Regions from separate parts of the Sus scrofa genome. Here all the other regions are linked to region 1. The links are chromatin contacts, called in public HiChIP or PLAC-seq maps. All regions are on one chromosome and are shown on one strand. The core of a region is the stretch at or near the end of the contact, and the rest is flanking DNA. Distances in the headings are between cores, read along the strand shown.

What was found. HiChIP or PLAC-seq counts read pairs in DNA pulled down with a chosen protein or histone mark.
Region 2: a contact with region 1 is called in an H3K27ac HiChIP or PLAC-seq map of alveolar macrophages. The contact joins two enhancer-like sites. A contact is called at or near these places in 6 of 47 Hi-C or Micro-C datasets (embryonic fibroblasts, liver, omental adipose tissue and 2 more) and 2 of 2 datasets of contacts at active chromatin or transcription factors (alveolar macrophages and skeletal muscle).
Region 3: a contact with region 1 is called in an H3K27ac HiChIP or PLAC-seq map of alveolar macrophages. The contact joins two enhancer-like sites. A contact is called at or near these places in 1 of 47 Hi-C or Micro-C datasets (embryonic fibroblasts) and 1 of 2 datasets of contacts at active chromatin or transcription factors (alveolar macrophages).

Annotation. Positions count from the first base shown.
Region 1 is chr6:152,815,309-152,819,426 of Sscrofa11.1, forward strand. The region is part of intron 14 of FGGY (FGGY carbohydrate kinase domain-containing protein); the gene reads right to left. Among named protein-coding and RNA genes, the nearest start is that of HOOK1, 110 kb to the left of the region's middle. Within about 2 kb of position 1,758, at least 19 of the 83 cell types and tissues checked have an H3K27ac peak or open chromatin away from gene starts, as enhancers often do. A contact at or near this core is called in alveolar macrophages, where this site is marked.
Region 2 is chr6:153,117,971-153,122,088 of Sscrofa11.1, forward strand. The region is part of intron 5 of FGGY (FGGY carbohydrate kinase domain-containing protein); the gene reads right to left. Among named protein-coding and RNA genes, the nearest start is that of FGGY, 93 kb to the right of the region's middle. Within about 2 kb of position 1,756, at least 15 of the 83 cell types and tissues checked have an H3K27ac peak or open chromatin away from gene starts, as enhancers often do. A contact at or near this core is called in alveolar macrophages, where this site is marked.
Region 3 is chr6:153,092,670-153,096,787 of Sscrofa11.1, forward strand. All of the region lies in intron 5 of FGGY (FGGY carbohydrate kinase domain-containing protein), which reads right to left. Among named protein-coding and RNA genes, the nearest start is that of FGGY, 120 kb to the right of the region's middle. Within about 2 kb of position 1,817, at least 3 of the 83 cell types and tissues checked have an H3K27ac peak or open chromatin away from gene starts, as enhancers often do. A contact at or near this core is called in alveolar macrophages, where this site is marked.

The DNA.
Region 1 (4,118 bases), core at 508-3,007:
CAGGACAGGCAGGAGGCTCAGTGAATCCAGGAACTACCAAAAGCTCCCCACTCACGTGGACGGGAGTAGTCCCCCAGAGCCCTGGCTCCTCTCCTCCAAAAAGGGTCAGCCACCCTGGAGAATTTTCCAGCATTGAGCAATGGTGTAGGTGTTTAGTTTCCTTTAGGCCCATGGAGATGCATCATGAGGAAATTGCCTCAGACTCTGGGGAAAGCTGTGACTCCTCTATGCAGCTACAAAATCCTCAGAAGAGATAGAAGTCAATAGTTTTAAGTGACTGATTACATTTAAATGTGTGTGTGTGGGGGGGAGATCTTTTATCAGGAGGGGCAGAAATAAACATGTATTAAGTAGGCAGAAACAAAGGAGATGTTAAACCCTTAAAACTGTGATTTGTTCCGTTTTACAGAGAAATAAACTAAGGCTCAGAACAGCGAAATGATGTTCCTCAAATCAAGTGCAAGTACAGGAGCCTAGGTGTGGTTGGTCCAAGGCCCATATACATGACTTCAGGCTGCAAGCTCCTAGCTAGTCCCCGACTGCCTCTCATTTGCCTATGACTGATCCATATGGTTTCAGAATTTCCCCGTAATTAATGGTGAAATTACCAGGAATGTCTGCATAAACACAGAGACCATCCTGCCAGCCTGGTGTGTTCTGGTCTAAAATGTTATTATTCTGAAAAACATAGCTTCAGGAAAAGAAATAGTTTATAGGGAAAGTCTCCAAGAAATCTTGAAGCCATAAAGAAAGAGATTCACAGATGTCAGTAAAGGAAAATTGAAAACTTCTGGATAAGACACTATAAGCAAAGGTAGATGATGAGGATCCTATTACAAGAAAAACTTCAATATATACGACAAAGGACTGAGGTACAGAGCACACGAAGAACTCCTCTAAATCTGCAAAAGAAAGACAAAAAACCCTATAGGAAAATGAAGAGAGGATCTTAATAGGCCATTGACAGATGACAGACCGAGGATATAAAGAAAATGTTCATTCTTACTAGCAACAGGGCAGAGGCAAAGGAAAAGAACATAAGCAGTCATTTTCTGCCCAAGACTTTGGCAAAAATGTTAAGCGACTGACAATACGCAGTGTTGGCAAAGGCAGAGGGGCACCGTTGGCAGAAATACAAACTGGGCTGGCCTTTATGGAGGGCATTTTGGCCATAGCTAAGACAATTTCAAGCGCACGAATCCTCCCAGAAGAAATTTTATTTTTTTGTATCTCTCCAAGAGAACTCTTCACACATGTATGTAAAGAACCATACCCAGGATGATCCTGGCATTGCCATATGCAAAACTAGATACCAAACACAGTCTAAATGTCAATCAATAGGACATAGGTTAAGTAACTTTTTATAAATGCAGACTCTGGAATTACCACCCACAGGTAATAGACATAGGGCGGCTCTATATGCACTGACATCCTCCCGACAGCTAATAAGTGAAAAAAAACCTTGTGGAGCAATTTGCACACTATGATCCTAGACGCTCCCATACATATGTCTGTGAATGCATTAACAAGGTGAAGAAGACATACAAAACAGACAGTAACGATTCCCTCTGGGATCAGGAGAGGCTTGTGCCTTTTGCCTTTTACTCTGAATTTCTATGTCGTCTGCGTTTTTACAGTGTAAGTGTATTTCTACCATTGTTCACTATCTAAAGAGAAGCGAGTCAGCCAAAGAGACAGAGACACTTGCCTTGTGTTCGGGGTTACATCCTGTTCGCGCAGGATTGAGAAATACTCTGACCCAGGGCCGCGTCTCCCTCCTCTGCGGATGGGAAGAAAGCAGCTCATTTGGAAACTGCCCTCCCCTCTTCTCTCCCTCTCATTTCTGAAGGGGCTCGTCTACCTGAACACATGTGGGTTTACACACAGTCCTCACCAGCATGTGCTGACTCAGAATAACCACTGCCTAGGTTAGTTCACCACCTGAGAACTTTTGAATCACTGAACAAAGAGATTCTTGTCACCTTGGTAAAACTCATACACAATCAAACCCCAAAACAAACTCCAACAGCAATAACAAATTGTCGGGTCTCCTGAGCAGAAGACTTGATTTAAACCATGGGGTCCAATGGGCACAGATTGGACGTACAGCTCCAAAAATAATGGCTCTGCTAGCCTAAAACATATCAGATGTTCCTTTAGCCTTAGCTCGCCCAAGACATAAACTATGTGTTCAGGGGAAAGCAAAGTCAAATGACTCATGACAGAGTTTGTTTTTAGTATGAATTATTTTTTCTGGCTCCTTGCTTTTAAAGACGGATCCTTTTCAGATGGGTAGAAGCAAGGACTGCTGGGAGCTGGGCTCTTGAGCCTAGCCCATTCCCACCCCCCACTTCTGAAAGCTGGAAGCGGATGCCCTGAGAAGGAGAGTTTATTTCCCATATGATCACTCCCACGATGCACTGCTGCTGCTTTTTTTTTTTTCCTTTCGAAACAAGTCAGGCAATGGCAGCCTGAGTGAGGTGGGTGAAAAACACTAGATCTGGAGCCTGAGAGACCTGAGTTCTGATTCCACTGCTACCATTTGTGAACTGCTTGCCACAGGGAATGTCACATGACTTCTCTGGTCTCTGGGCTGCAGTCTGAGAAGAATTCTGAGAAGAGTAAGCACCACTTTAGATTGTGGTGGGGACTCAATGAGGTAACCCAAGCAAAGTGTGTGCCTCACAGGAGACACTCAGTAAACAGCAGGGACAGGACTCCTCAAGGCAGACAGGGTTCTGTATACCTCAGCATCCCTAATGCTCATCTGAGAACGAGGCAGCAGGTATTTGAGGAAGGCAGGCAGCAATGCACTTGGTACTTATGATATGCCCGACACTGTTCTAATCGCTTTATATGGATTATCTCATTTATCTTTACAAATAACACAGGAGGTTATTTACTATCCACACTGAGACACAGAGAGATTAAGAACCCTGACCAAGGCCACACAGGTGGTCAATCGAGGGCCTGAGAGCTGAATGCTTGCGGGATGGCTTTAGAGCAGGAGGCGGGGAGGGAAGACAGCAGACCAGAGGCTCCCTGCATGGACTCCAAGGAAAGGCTACATCAGGAACAGTCCACCTCTCAGATCACTGTCGAAGAACAGACACAGGGGAAGGAGGCAGACAGCAGGAGTGTGGTCACTCGTGGCTCTGCAGGAAGACAGGTGGTGGACAGCCAGAACCCACCCATGAGTATGGCAGATTAGGACAGCTTCTCAGAGCGCTTGGGGCCAGGAGCTGCCCATGCTTCAGGAAGAGTGAGTACCCTCCTACAGAGCTGATGCCCATAAGCATTCACCACCTCCCTCTCCTCAGTTATAGAACTAAAACGAACCTAGAATTCCAGAGCTGGAAGGGACCTTAGCCATTGCCTGTGGCCACTCTGCTGTACAGGTTAGAGCACCACTACTTGCTAATGCCACACCACAATTAGAGTAAAGACCAGAGTCCCTACTTTTCAAGACAGCAATCAGCCTCTGGCACCGGAACAGACTAGTAGCCACCCTCCCTTCTATGCACAGCCTTGAGATTTTGATATCCTTTTCAGTCATTCACCCTTCCCATAGCTCTCATCCAAGCAATGTTCAGGAAAGTCATTGCTGACCAATGGGCTAGCCTTTGGGCTTTGGACATGTCCAGTCCCCCATAGACTGCTTAGCTTGCTTTCCAAGGAAATCACTGAATAACCTACTAGGCAAGCAAGTCTTTCATAATGATATGGATCTCTGTAAGAGTCTGCCTACAGGGAAGTGATGGGCAGAATTTGGAATAGTGATTTACCAAGGTGAATTAACAAAATGCCTTTTGGCTTTATATTTTTGTCTCATGAGCTGCCCTAATAATGTGTGTAGATAAAAGCATTAATTTGTTCATTCATTTTACCACGCAAATCTACATTTTCATCTTAGACACAATGAATTCACCGTTAGGTTCCTGAATCTTTTGTTCACAAGATCTAAAATTCGTTACACACTTCCCTCCCATTCTCAGCCCCTCAAGACAGACAGACAGACAGACGCACACACACACACACACACACACACACACACACACACACACACACTTTTGTTCAGTTAACACTTCCAAGCCCTGGCTCAACTGTCATTCCTTTGG
Region 2 (4,118 bases), core at 506-3,005, 300 kb after region 1:
GGTACATATATAACATGAGGAACACAAAAAAGGAAAATTCTATTGCATGGAAAGTGCTAATTGGAGATGATGATACCATCACTGTGCATCACGATACTATCACTGTGTCAGGAGTGTCTATAAGTACCAAGTACAATATCTAATCCTGACAAAGAACTATTGTTATTCCTATTACAAATGATAAAATTATGTCTTGGAGAAGGTAACTACGTAGCTAACAAAGAGCAAGAACTTAGAGAGTCAGCTTTGCTACTAATCTAGCTATGTTACTTTGGGAAAGTTTCTTAACATTTCTAAGCCTTACCTTACTCATCTATAAAATGGGTATAATCATATAAACCTTGGAAAGTTAATGTAAGGATTAAGAGTTAAGTAATGTATATCAAGTACCATATAATGTTTGGCAGTAGAAGTTATATTCAATAAACTGCAACCAAATTGATCATTACCAGTACTGTCCAAGGCTGTATAAACCAATAAGGGACAGAGTGGACTTTTATATTCATATTTGCCCTATTCTAGAACCAACATGAACAACAATACTTACTGAGAATGTACCATGTACAAGCATTACGATGTAAATGCTTTACATGTATTCATACCATCAATGGGAAATGTACTATTATTAGCCTCACAATATAGATACTGAAACTGAGATACAAAACTGCCTCATAACTATTAGAAGCTTGACAGGCTTCCTCATTCCTGATTTTAGGTACTTCTGATAAAATATGATTCCCACCACCACATTCACTTATTCTCCGTGATGATGTGCCTGCATTTTACAGGCAGCATCATTTTACATACAACATCTCAGATATATTTTTGAAACAGAGGGCATACAAAAAGGGACACTGTTTTGAATTCTGTAAGAAGATAGGAACTATATACACGTAAAGTAATATTATTATTATTACTACTTTGCAAAGACATAAACAAGTTGCATCAGATTTTTATTGTCCTCAGTAGTCAACTGGGTTCTAGCTGAATCTCACCAGCCTCTGGCTTTTCTTTCGCATTCTGCAAAATTTCAAGATATTTGGACTGCCTGAAACACACCAAGGAATAGTTCCCGAAGCCACATGTGACCTGACCCTCATGGCCAAAGCCCCCAAATGGACACAAGCAGAAAGGTCAACATATTCTATTTCCCCATGGCAAATGGCCTTTGGAAACACTGGTTGTTGTTGTTGTTGTTTTTCCTTTTTATACTTTCACAAATGATCATGATCAACAAGAATGAGATAAAATTGACTGCAGCTGGGGAAAAATGCTGATGTGAGTGGCTAAAAACATCATGTGTAATTTGTAATAAAAGGGTACAGGACCACAATGTAAGTCGAGGCCCACAGACTCAACCCTTCTAAAGTCACATCTCATTAAGACTAGGAGCAGCAGCTGGGTTTTCCCAAAACAAGTCCTAGAGGAACAAAATTAGAAGGGTCTCCGTCCTTTAGATGTGCTCTTGAAAAGATCAAGTCGTTGATCTGCTTGGATTTTTATAGACAGTTGACAGGGCAGACCTGAGTGCATGTTATTCTAAAGGTCAAAGAACTGGCAAAAATGTTTGACTGTTGTCAAACAAGAATGAGCCCCCTTTGAAGTTGGAGGCTTAGATGAGCTGATTCCAAAGTACTCTCTTCAAATGCAGCACAGGCGAGGGTGAAAAATAAAAATGCCGCCCTGTGTAAGCTGAGATGTCTCTTAAGTAACGCAGGGTACACTGCCCTACCCTGCTCTGGTGGCATGCCCTGCCATTGAAATTTGAGTGAAAAGGAACAACACAGGAAGTGGGATGGTGTCAGCAAACAGCCACAATGAACACTCCACTCCCGACATCCTGCAAATGTCCACAAGAAAACCTCCCTCGAAGTCCTTCTGCTTCCAGTTTCATGGGCTCAGTATTTGCTTTGCCCTCTATTTATTTGTGCTCACCTACTAGTCATTCCACCCGGCTCATAGTTTATTTTGTGGATGACTTCTGGCCAAACTTGCTGTCCTGCCACCAAACGCTTGAGTTGTTGCTGTGGTTATCATTCAGGAAGTTGCACTCCGTTGTTATCTGAACCTTCGCTGACTTTCTGTTGAGTAAATCAGACTACTATTCCACCTCATAAATCAGAAACACAACCCCGTGTCCCTCACCCCAGCAGCCCCAGGAGCTGGGGAGCAGAAGTACCAGCAGAATCAAGGGAAGTTCTTGCAGACTCAAATATCACAGAAATGCAATAATTTGTCTTTATTAATAGAAGGTCAAATACCATGTACCTCTGACAGTTGCATCAATATTTTTATAGTCCTTAGGTCCTGACTTGCACCAATGGCCACACACACAAACACACACACACACACTGAAGTCTAAATCCTGATATTGTTGAATGGCTTTTAGATACTTTTTTGAAAACAAGGACATTTAAGACATAAAGTATCTAACCTGGTGCCTGGTTTTCTCTGGAATTGGACCTCCCAGAATTCCACTCCCGGGAATACCTGCCACTTTGGGGTACTATGGAGTCCTTGCTGCTTTGCAAAACCTACGACCCATTTCTTAGGACACAGAAGATGCCAGTGAACAGCTCTAGCTCTTACTGCTTCCCTCAACAAAGATACAACTAGTATGGCTTAAATATCATCATTTGCCTCAATAAATCATCATTATCATCATGAAGGAGGTAATATTATCCCCATTTTGCAGATGAAGAAATAGATGTTCAGCAAGGTTACTTCCCTAAAATCACATATGTAAAGAGGCTGAAGGGGGTCCAAGCTCAATTTGAAGTCCAGTGTTTTTTGTTCGTTTGTTTTTGTTTTTCCCTACTGTGTATAAACCAAGAGTCAATGGGGCTGGGGCTACTTCTGGAAAGTGTGATGGCTTAAAACTCTAGTTCCTCCAATCACTGGTTCTGTGACCTACTCTTTCCTGTTATCCTTCCAACTTCTTTACCCTCTAGTTAGGGGCTGAGAGAGCAGGGCTGGATGGAGGGGGTGTTGCATTCTCTAAGGTCCCAGACCCTGAAATCCATCAGCACTGAAAAAAAAAAAAATCATGAAGCTACAAACACTTCACAAATCTTGAACTCTCTCAGGAACTTAGAAAAATATTCAATGAGGCCAGTGATTAGCCTCCCACATAAATGTCACTAAAACCAGGCATACACTGTAATACTCAAAAAGCATGACTCATTTTAGGAAAAGCCAAAAGTATCATCAAAAAACAAGATAACAAGTGTTTTAAGCATGTGGAAAAAGGGCGCCCTTGTGCACTATTGTGAAAGTGAATTGGTGCAGCCACTGTGAAGAACAGCCTGGAGGTCTCTCACAAAGTTAATAGTAATACTACCATATGATCCAGCAATCCTACTTCTGCATATAGATCCAAAGGAAATGAAAACAGGATCTTGAAGAGACATCTGATTGCCCATGCTTATTGCTGCATTCTTCACAATAGCCAAGATACGTAAATAACCTACGTGTCAGTGGATAGAAGAATGATGTGCTGTACATCGGCAATGGAATATTATTCAGCCAAGAGAAAGAAGGAAATCCTGCCATTTTCAACAGAGATGGACCTTGAGGGAACTGTGCTAAATAAGTCAGACAGAAAAGACAAACACTGTATGATATCACTCATAGGTGGAATCTGGAAAAGTGGAATTCACAGAAATAGAGGAAAGAATGATGGTTGCCAGGGGCTGGAGTCAGGGGAAATGGGAGATATTGGTTAGAGGTTATAAACATCCAGTTATAAGACAAATAGATGAATAAATTCTGGGGAATCTAACATACAGCATGGTGATTATAGCTAAGAACACTGCACCATATACCTGAACGTTGTTAAGGGACATAAGGGTATCAGTTCAACACAATTCGCACCTTATACTTACACAATGTCACAGGTCAATCAGATCTCAATAAACCTGGGAAAATTTTAAATGTTCTTATTTTCTACCTCCAAGAAAAAAGAGAGGAGAGGGGAGGAAAAGAAAGGGAAAGAAAAGGGGAAAGAGAAAGAAAACCAAAAAAAGAGAGTAATATTCCACAGAAAATTATTTACTCTTGGGCTGTGGTTCTCATCAGGAAGCTCCTGGAAGATCTGTTGAAACACAGATTAGTGGGTC
Region 3 (4,118 bases), core at 567-3,066, 280 kb after region 1:
CCGTAGCCGAAGGAACGCCAGATCTGAGCTGCATCTGTGACCTACACCACAGCTCATGGCAATGCTGGATCCTTAAACCACTGAGTGAGGCCAGGGATCAAACCTGCATCCTCATGGATACTAGTTAGATTCATTTCAGCTGAGCCAGGATGGGAACTCCTATTTCTTTTTTTTTAAGTGCTGACACATGTTCCAACTTAAATGAACCTTAAAAAATGTATGCTAACTGAAAGAAGCCAGACATAAAATGCCACATATCATATAATTCCATTTATGTATAATGTGCAGAACAGACAAATCCGTAGGGACAGAAAGTAGATTTGTGTTGCCACGGGCTGGGGGAAGGGGGAATGGGGAGTGACTACTAATGAATATTGGAATCTTTTGGTAGTGATGAAAATATTCTAGAATTAAATAGTGGTGACAGTTGCATAATCTCATGAATATATAAGAAATCACCAAAATATGCACTTAGTATGGTAAATACTATGGACTATGAATTGTATCTCAATTACAAAAAAACCCGTTTTGAATAGTCCTAGCTGGCTATCATATTAGATTGTGTGGATCTAAGTGAACAGAACAATCTTGTTCTCCTATCCCTACCTGTCTTTTAGCTACAAGTGGCCAGGCAACCTTATTCCACCCAAAGAGACATAGGCAGAAATCCAGTAGGAGAGTTTTTGGAAAAGCTTTTACTTTTCTCATTTTTAAAAAAGATGAACAAAAAGAAAAAGGAGATACTGCTTTCTCCATTTTTTCCCCACTCTTCTAGTATTAAAGGTGGATGCAATGTCTGGAGCTACAGCAATGATCTCATAACCATGAGGTTACTAGCCTGAAGGAAAAGTCTACACAACTAAAGATATGCTCATTTTGACATGGTCTAATCACCTTTGGACTTTTATTTAAGAGCAAGAGAGTAGGAAATCAAGTCTACTTGTTGAAGCCACTGTAAAACGGCCATATTTTCAGAGTTAATAAAATATATAAGGCAAAAAAAAAAATTCTGTCGCTTGTTAAGTACTACATAAGTGTTAGGCATGATTACTGTCATTATAACTCGCATCGCATCGCAACCCTTTTTTTTTTCACCATCAAATCCACTGAAACCCCTTTTTAGACATACCTTTCCTATCCCTGCCCTCATGAAATTTTAATACCTATACATATCTGTTTACATTGTTAGGTAGGGATGGGCTTTAGAAGGCTACACATCACTGCAGTATCTCAGATACTTTCATCCTCCAAAAACCAATGTTTGCACTTTTGCAAATATATTCCTGATATATGCTTCTTCCCCAGGGCAACCCGTTGATTTAAATAAGAGCTTCTTGCTATTATCATGAAGCTGAATGCATTCCTAACTGATTCATCTTCCTCCACTGCAACCAATGGATTTATAAGAGCTGACATGATTGTAGAGACCCTGCCTCACTCACCGCACCAGATTCCCCTGGGAATGGACCACTGACTAAAGCTGAGATCATTATAACATACCACTCCCTGGGACTAGTTGAAAGGATGTAGACCTGACCCATATGAAAATAATCAAAATTCTTCCCCAGGACTTTGGAAATGGAGAATAGACAAAGCATAGATCAGCTGTTCTCTGCTGCAGGAGCTCTGGTTCCTGAGCCTGAGGACTCCCTGTAGCCTGTAAGGGAACCTGGACAACAGGAAGGAAAGCAGCATTTAGGAACAAGAGACAAGGCCCATGATTCGGAGATGAATAGAACAGCGTGGGCCTAAGGAGGTCCCAGTCTAGCAGAGGGAATCATTGCAACAGGATGTGCTAAGTGCTGGGAGTAGCCCTGGGCTACAGTTACTCAGAGGAGAAGCCCTGGAGGGGCTGGCAGAGGCTTCCTGGGGATGAGACACTAGAATTGCGCCTATGGCCACATCACAAGAAATGACACATGGCGGTGTGCCCACAGTCAAGCCAGCTCTGCTGTGGATGCTAATCCACACACCTCAGTAAAGCAGAGAGCACAGTGTCAGCGAACAATTATCACTTGGAGCGTAGTACCAACATATTTATCAATAACCCTTGTTTTCGTTTTCCTGAGGTAAGGAATCTGAAATATAGAAAAATGTATTGAACAAAAAAGCAACTCTAAGCTCACGACAGAGTTATATCTGTTTTTATAGAAAAACAACTCCACTGAGGTCTGCTGCTCACATTTTCCTACAGCCTCTTCCAGCCTTTTCCAAGTCCCCTCAAGAGCAGCGAAATATTTTCTGTTTTGAGCCTCCCCAAAAGCTTTTGGTTTAGGCATTAGACTTGATCCCACCATACGATGAGGAAACACGAGCTTGGTGAACTTAGAAGAGCCGAGAATCACTCTTGAGCAAGTGGAGCAGATGTGATTCTGTACCAGACTCTCTGACTCCAAAGCACAGCCACCCCTCAACCCCCACCACCTGATTCCTCCACAAATATCTGACCACAAGAGGGAAACAATCAGAACGAATGTCCCATTGCTCCAGATATCCTCCACCTGCCTCTTCAGATGCACCCCCTAACCTTCTCCACCCTGCTTTCTCACCCAGGATGGTGGTGGTATGAATCACAGCCAAAGCCCCGTCCCACCCCACCCCTGCTGCCCCCCGCCCTCTGGCCTGGAACTGGTTTGGCCAAGGAGGGGACACTGAGGGACATCAGAAGACCAGAGGGAAGTGTGGCCTGGCGGTGACTCTCTACCAATGGTCAAACTCCTGAGGCTCTCTGCAGATCATCTCTCCAGGACCTGGTAACACGCCCACCCACACCCTTGTCCTTGGCACCGGCGCCCATTCTGGGCGCCCAGGGGTCTTGTGTACATTCCCCTGTGGTTTCCCCACACTTGCCCATTCTTCTTAAATTACCCCACTGGTGTGTGCCACCTGCTTTTTGCAGGGACTCTGGTTAATACACTGACAAAACAGGATGGACACAGGCATTCCAGTGGGTACTGGATGAATACCAGTGGAGCCCTCTCCCACCTTCTCACTCTTCTCCTTATGCCAGTTTCCAGAGAGGGAAGACAAAGAACAGCTACGATTATGTGAAGATGGAAGTTAAGGTAGACAGGTCAGAATCCTACCTGCTCTATACCCCTTGAGTACACATAAGGTTTACAAGTAACCAGAATCTGAAGGAAGCCATGTTTGTGGTAGAGATTTGGGACTTAAAAAAAAAAGCTTTTTGCCAAGACTGAGTAATATTCCAGGTCACTATTAATCAACTTTTCCTTTTCACCTCCACCTTCCTTCCTCTTCCTGGTCCTTCAAAAGCTGAATTCCTGCACCAACAGAAGAGATCAAATTAATTTTAGCACATGCAAGGTTAAAAGCTGTCAATTCCAAGATCCATTTTTCCTTAACTAATAAAAATGGGTGTCAAAATAGTCATGTTAGAACAAAAATTCAAACACAGTTTGAGAGAATTACCTTCACGATTTCCCATTTTCCAATGGATTTATGTAAGAAATACATACTAAAAGGTCAAAAGAACTTCTAGCGAGAGAAAAACATCAGGAAAGTGACCTCGGAGAGCACTTAAACTGACCTTGGACTCATGACTTTATCGCAAACCCTGAAAGTAAAAATCTTTTGCAAAACAAGCCACCAAAGAATAAATGGAAACCTTTCTATATTTTTTCCACATATAGGCTAGGTTTGCTAGTCCCCAACAAAATTACAAATACCAGCTTGTTCTTAAAGACGTAAAAGGATGAAAATGTGCTAGTCTGTGCTGTTTAATCAATAGACCCGAAAGATGGCATTGATAATTTAGCACTTGCAGTTACTTTTCAAGGCTGGTTTCTTCTTCATTTGCCAAATAAATCTTGCTCAGCTTTGTCTCCCTATTTGCTCATTCTCCTTTTCCCCCCTCTAACAAACACAATCAAATAATCAGCTGCTGAGGCCCGCTGACTCCGCTTCCCAAACACACTGACTGCATCCCTTTCTCTGTCACTAGGGAGCTCATGGCCTCTGGACAACTCAGCTGAAGAGAACAACGTTTCTCAGTCTTGTCACTACTGACCTTTTAGGCTGGATAGTTCTTTGTTGTGGGGGCCGTCTTGTTACTGGAGGATGTTTAGCAGCACCTCTAGGCTCTACTCACGAGATGC